2 separate regions of the Mus musculus genome follow, and region 1 is linked to region 2. Evidence: chromatin contacts called from public HiChIP or PLAC-seq data. All regions are on one chromosome and are shown on one strand. Each heading gives the region's core, a stretch centred on a gene start, on an enhancer-like site or on the middle of the called end of the contact. The rest is flanking DNA. Distances are from core to core; before and after follow the strand shown.

Region 1 (3,058 bases), core at 518-3,017, 60 kb after region 2:
CTGCTGAGTGACTCTCACGACAAGTTGGTATATAAAACAAGCCCCTAGGGCAGTGGTTCTCTACCCCTTTAGGGTCGCCTAGAACCATCGAAAACCACAAATATTTATATCACAGTTCATAACAGTAGCAAAATTACAGTTATGAAGTAGCAACAGGAAATAATTTATGGTTGGGGGGGTCACCATGACATGAGGAATCGTGTTAAAGGGTCAAAGCAGTAGGAAGGTTGAGAACCATTGCCTTAGGATCTAGTAGTAAGTGCCTATCCCTTAATGATGAGGAGACAGAGGCAGGAGGGCTAGAGTTGGGAGTCAGACTAAATAGTGTCCTTTGGTCTCTCCTTAAAAGAAGTTTGTGGACAAAAACTCTTATTGTTTAAAACAAAACAAAACAAAACAAAACAAAACAAAACAAAACAAAACACCGGGCAGTGGTGGCACATGCTTTTAATCCCAGCACTTGGGAGGCAGAGATAGGCAGATTTCTGAGTTCGAGGCCAGCCTGGTCTCGTGAGTGCCAGGACAGCCAGGGCTACACAGAGAAATCATGTCTCAAAAAACCAAAATCAAACAAACAAAACAAACCTCTTGTCTTGTCTTTCTTTCTTTCTTTCTTTCTTTCTTTCTTTCTTTCTTCCTTCCTTTTTCTTCTTCCTTCCTTCCTTCCTTCCTTCCTTTCTCTCTCTCTCTCTCTCTTTCTTTCTTTCTTCCTTTCTTTTTTTAAGTTTTATTTTTAGCTTCATGCATGTCTGTGCACAAGAGTGGGTCAGACTTCCTGGAGCTGGAGTTCCAGGCACTCATGAGTCACCTGATGTGTGCATGCTGGGAACTGATGCAGGTCCCCTGGGAGCACAAGTGCTCCTAACAGCTAGGCCTTCTTCTTAGCTCCACACCCCTTCCTCTTATTTTTTATTTTTATTTTTTATGTGTTTGAGTGTTTTGCTTGTGTGTATTAAGTGTACCACAAGCTTGTAGTGCCTTGGAGGGCAGAAGAGGGCAGAGGGCCTTGGTGTGGGTGTAGGGAACTGACCCCCAGTTCTCTGACAAGCAGCCAGTACTCTTAACTGCTGAGCCATCTCTCTGGCCTCCCTACTTTTTTTTTTTTTTTTTTCCTTCTGTGTAGCCCTGGCTGTCCTGGAACTCACTCTGTAGAACAGGCTGGCCTCAAACTTAGAGATGCACCACCCTCTGCCTCCCTAGTCCCTAGCTTAAAGGAGTATGCCAACACTGCCTGGCATTTTTTGTTTTTAAACATAGTTTAATACATCCAGATCTAACCTTGAGCTCCCTATGACCTTGAACATCCACCGGAACTACAAGGTACCACACCACCACGGCCCCCCTCCACCCCAGTTTTAAATATGACAAGAACAGCTAGTGACAAGAGCTATGCAGCAGTTAGTGGAATGCATAAGGAAGAGTCAGGTGTAGTGACTCAGAGATGGAGGCAGGACTTCAAGGCTAGCCTTGGCTACCTGAGACCTAAGTCCAAAACGAAATAAAGAACCCCCACCCCTAATAATTAAAATATGATGTACGTGGGGAATTGAGGTTCATGCTGACAACAGCAGAGAGAGCTAGATAGTGAGGGTGAGGTCTGAGCATGCGCACCAACAGATGCCCTTGAGCGGAGAAGGGAGGGGTAAGATGGTCGTGTGGACACCTGGGGAAGAACTTCCAGACAAAAACTTCAAGGGTAAAGCAAACCTGTCTGGTTTTCATACGGGGAGATCTGGGAAAGGAGTTCAGTAAGGCCAGTCGGCCTGGAGCTAGAGGGGGAGGGGAAAGGGCTAGGCGGTAAACCAGGGAAAGTGAGGGCCAGCTCTGGCTTCAGCCTGGGGTGAAAAGAACGGGAAGATTCTGAGCAGAGGTTAGTTGTTGTTATTTGTCTGTTTGGTTTTGTTGTTTGTTTGTTTTGAGAACGTTTCTCGCAATCCACACTGGCCTAGAACTCTACATCACCAAGGCTGAGATTGACCTCCAAATCTTCCTGTCTCTACCCACACGTGCTATGACAGGCATGAGCCTATTATGTTTACGAACTAAAATAGCTGGAGCCCCCTAGCTCTGTAGAGCAGGAGGAATCCCACTAGCCTGAGGATAAAAAGGTCTCTATGGTTCTTTAAGGCTAGGAGGGGAAAATGCTTTTTTTCTCCCAAATATTGCTCTTTTTACCGTTTCTTCTAAATTCACCCCCACAATCCCCCACAATACCTGGCTCTTCACACTTCTCCACGCTTTTACTGACTGACTGTTTCTCTTATGTGGTTTCTCTTATCTGAATTTGCCCCACCGTTCTGTCTTCTGCTTCTTAACTCACCTGAGTCCCCAGTTGCCTTAGTCTCTTTCCAAAGGGAAAGTATACGTTGTGAGGAATGTGGAAGGCTTGCCTCAGACGCTGCGCTGCTGTGGGTCTGTACCTCCTTCCTTTTGCTGGAACTTGGGAGCCACACATTTTAATTTGCTTTTGTGGTGCTGAGGATTGAACTCCAGCCTTGAAAAGCTGAGTAAGGGTTGTTGTGCCACTGAGCCAGCTGAGTTAAAACTTTAAATTAAGGTGCTGGAGAGAGGGCTCAGCAGTTAGGAGTGCATTCTGCTCTTGTAGACGACCCAGGATGGATATGGTGGCTCTCAACCCTCTGTGACTCCAGTTCCAGAGATCCTATGTCCTCCTCTGATTGCTGCAGGCACCAGGGACACATGGTGCATAGCCATACATGTGGGCAGAACACTCACACATACAAAACTGAATAAGTATACCTAAAAAAATGTTGCCAGTGGTAGAGCACACCTTTAATTCCAGCACACAAGAGGTAGAGGCATGTGGATCCTCTGTGAGTAAGTGGCCAGTCTGATCTACAAAGTGAGTTCCAGGACAGCCAGGGCTACACAGAGAAACCCTGCCTTTAAAAAGCTACCAACCAACCAAATATAAAAATAAATTTTATTAATTTAATTAATCAATTCTCGAGTATGTGTGTGTATGTGTGTGTCCACGCGCCCTATGCATGTGTATTCATTCTTCAAGGCTTGTATGTGAAGGTGGGTACTAGGGATT
Region 2 (3,235 bases), core at 188-2,687:
TGTCAGAACTCCCAAGTCAAATGGATCCCTGTGAGTTAGTGGTCAGCTAGGGCTACACAGTTTTCTTATCTTGAAAACAAAACAAGACAAAACCAAACCAAACCAAACCAAAGATCAGTCCATCAGCCTGGCCTGGCAGGTGCACAGGTCTATAATCCCAGCACTCTGGAGGTGGTTCAAATAATCGGGCTACACGGCAAAGGCAGGTCTCAAAAACAAAAATCAGTTTGACTTTTCAGCCTTTGAAGTGTTAAAAAAAGCTCACACACACATTAGTACTCCTAACTACAGTAAATGACAACAGAAGAGTATAATAGGCTATTATCCAGATAATGTGAATCTACATTAAAAAACATCAAGCTTTCTACTGATGGCCTCAGTTCCCCAAAAGTGGGTTCTAATTTCCTAGTGAAAAAGAAACCTACTTTTCTGTATGACAGTCTGGCCTCAGTAATTCCCACTCCAGCAGAGAATGCTAAAAAAAAAAAAAACAAAACCGTAACAAGGAGAAATGATTGATCATAGCATACAAAATAGGAACACACTTGTTGTAAACAGATTTAAGTTACGGTTGAGAAGGTTGTGGAAACTTATTTTTTCCTGGAAATTATGAGACAGGACCACTACAGAGCAAAGGGGTTTTAAACTTCTGGTCCTCCTGCCTCAGCTTCCAGACTGTTTGAATCACAGGTGTGTGCGCCAGCACTCACCTCTGTTACACTTCAGTTTTGTTTTGTTTTTTTTCTCTCCCGGGACCAATCAGTTTGGCTAGCGCACTCTCACGTGTAAGCGAACAAATATAAACACCACGGTTGCAGGTCAGGCATTCGGGCTTGTGGCAGGACCAATTATCACGGATAAGTCTGGCTGTGAGGGACACAAGACTGTGTGAGAGGCCACCTCTGTGTCCTAGTCCTGCAGCTCATTATCTGAGTTTCGCGCTGGGCAAGGTCCAGAGCTCGGTCACTGTTTCCGGCTCGGACCGCGACTATAGAACGTGACTGGACACAGCCACGCCCAGAACGCCCCAGGGGTCGGGCCTCAGAACCTGGGGTTGGACCAGGCTTCTAGGCGTCCCCAAAGGCTGCACGGTGTCCGGATGCTTCTGAACCCGGAGACAGGGAGGCCGACCCAAGGCCAGCACTGGGCAGTAGCCGCCGTCCTCTCGCCCCTCCTCGCAGGGCGGCTCCCGGCAGGCTCCGGTCCTCTAAACATAGACTCTGGGTGGGGTTCTGTGCAATCCAGGCCCACTCATTGGCCCGGGATGCCGCGACCCGCCCACGACTGGCGGCGCGCCTAGGCTGTGGGGCGGAGTCAGCGAGTTCCCGCCAAAATCGCGTAGCTGGTTCCTCCCCCGTGGGCTACGTCGCGCCCTCCCTGTTTTTTCAAACCGGGGCTGGGCGGGGATTGGTGGGCTGGGCCCTCACGTGGTTAACGGTCGCGGGAAGCCGCGGAACCCGAACTTGCGGACGAACTTGCGGAGCCTTTCGCCAGCACTGGACCGGCCAGTCTCCGCTGGACATCCCGCGCCGCAGCCGTCGCCGTCGCCCCGTCGTGAGCTTGACGGGCCTCGGAGTTGCCGCCGCGCAGGCCCGCTGCAGCCTCAGCCCGGCGCGCCCGATCGCACGTGGCGGACCCGCCCCCTGTGCCAGCCGCGACCTGGACGCCGCCGGCCTCTGCTCGCCGGTCCTGTGTTCTCCCGTGCTCCGCCGTGACTGCAGCCGGGAAATGAGCTTCCTGAGCCGACAGCAGCCGCCGCCCACCCGCCGCGTAGGAGCCGCTTACAGTCTGCGGCAGAAGCTCATCTTCTCGCCGGGCAGCGACTGTGAGGAAGAGGAGGAGGAGGAGGAGGAAGGCAGCGGCCACAGTACGGGGGAGGACTCGGCCTTCCAGGAACCGGATTCGCCCCTGCCTTCTGCACGCAGCCCTGCCGAGGCCGAGGCCGAGCGCCGCCGTCGCTCGCCCGGCGCGGAGCCCAGCAGCCCGGGAGAGCTGGAGGACGACTTGCTGCTGCAGGGCGGCGGCGGAGGCGCGCAAGCGGCGGGTGGAGGCGCCGAGGGCGACTCTTGGGAGGAGGAGGGTTTCGGCTCCTCGTCGCCCGTCAAATCACCTTCGACCGCCTACTTTCTGAGCAGCCCGTTCTCGCCAGTGCGCTGCGGCGGCCCAGGGGATGCCTCCCCGCAGGGTTGCGGGGCTCCGCGAGCCATGGACGACCCCTGCTCGCCGCAGCCCGACTACCCGAGCACCCCTCCGCACAAGACCTTCCGCAAGCTGCGCCTGTTCGACACGCCGCACACTCCCAAGGTAATGGAGGGGGCGGAGGAGCCGGCTCCAGGGCCTTTAAAAAAAAAGGCCGCGGCGCTGCAGCCCTGCGCGCCACTGCCCGGGTTCGGTTACATAACCGCCCCGCCGCACCCCGCTCGCTGTCCTGCGCCGCCACTCAAAAAAAAAAAAAAAGTTGGCAGCCCCCCTTTTTGGCTCTGCCTAGAAGTTGTCGGTTAAGATTATGTAACTGAACAATGGGCCTGGTCTGTAACTACTCCACTTTACAAAGGGCCTGGTCCCCGCTGTCCAGGTGGTTGAGTATTGGGTCTCGGTGGTCCGGTGTGCCAGGGTGCCGGATTGCTGCTGGCCACCTGACACTCCGAGCCATATGGTGCCTGTTAAATCCGGTGTCCGGGCCTGTAATTTGGGGGGCACGGATGGAAGGAGTTAGGTTTATTAAAGGGTTTGTTCCAACCCCCTGGACTTGTGGTTCCATGTGATATGGCATTAGAGATTCTGCGCGTCCTTTTGAGTCTCTGTGTTTACCGTCGTGAACTCATGGATATTCCAGGTTGCTTTTGATTGTCTTTCGGGATTTAGTATTACGGAAGCTTTGTGTTTATTCTGGAGTTTCCCCTGCCGTTTTGTTGGTCTGTGTGTCAAAACTAATGTGTCTTAAAGCAGAGTGTGTTCAGAACCCGTTTGGAATAGCCGGTGAATATGCATACTGTCATGGTAATACTTGAGAAGTCACAAAAACATTAAGAGTAGACAATTTCCAAAATAAAGACAGGCATGGTACCTGTAAGTTTAACACGGGAAATAAGCCCCCCTTTTTTGAGAGAACGTTTCTCTGTGTAACCTTGGCTGTTCTGGAACCTACTTTGTAGGAACTAGGAACTCAGAGATCCTCCTGTCTCTGCCTCCCGAGTGCTGGAACTAAAGGCGCCCTACCATGCCCCTCGACATA

What was found. HiChIP or PLAC-seq counts read pairs in DNA pulled down with a chosen protein or histone mark.
Region 1: a contact with region 2 is called in an H3K27ac HiChIP or PLAC-seq map of embryonic stem cells, with 10 read pairs. The contact joins the enhancer-like site here to the promoter of Wee1 in region 2. A contact is called at or near these places in 4 of 115 datasets of contacts at active chromatin or transcription factors (the SCID.adh cell line, embryonic stem cells and heart atrium) and 3 of 9 other capture datasets (adipose tissue, liver and pancreatic islet).

The regions. Positions count from the first base shown.
Region 1 is chr7:110,179,999-110,183,056 of GRCm38.p6, forward strand. No RefSeq gene overlaps it. Among named protein-coding and RNA genes, the nearest start is that of Swap70, 40 kb to the right of the region's middle. Within about 2 kb of position 1,768, at least 39 of the 459 cell types and tissues checked have an H3K27ac peak or open chromatin away from gene starts, as enhancers often do. A contact at or near this core is called in the SCID.adh cell line and embryonic stem cells, where this site is marked.
Region 2 is chr7:110,120,622-110,123,856 of GRCm38.p6, forward strand. It overlaps Wee1 (WEE 1 homolog 1 (S. pombe)), which reads left to right and starts at 1,438. Exons shown (of 11, transcript NM_009516.3): 1 at 1,438-2,304. The coding sequence starts at 1,729.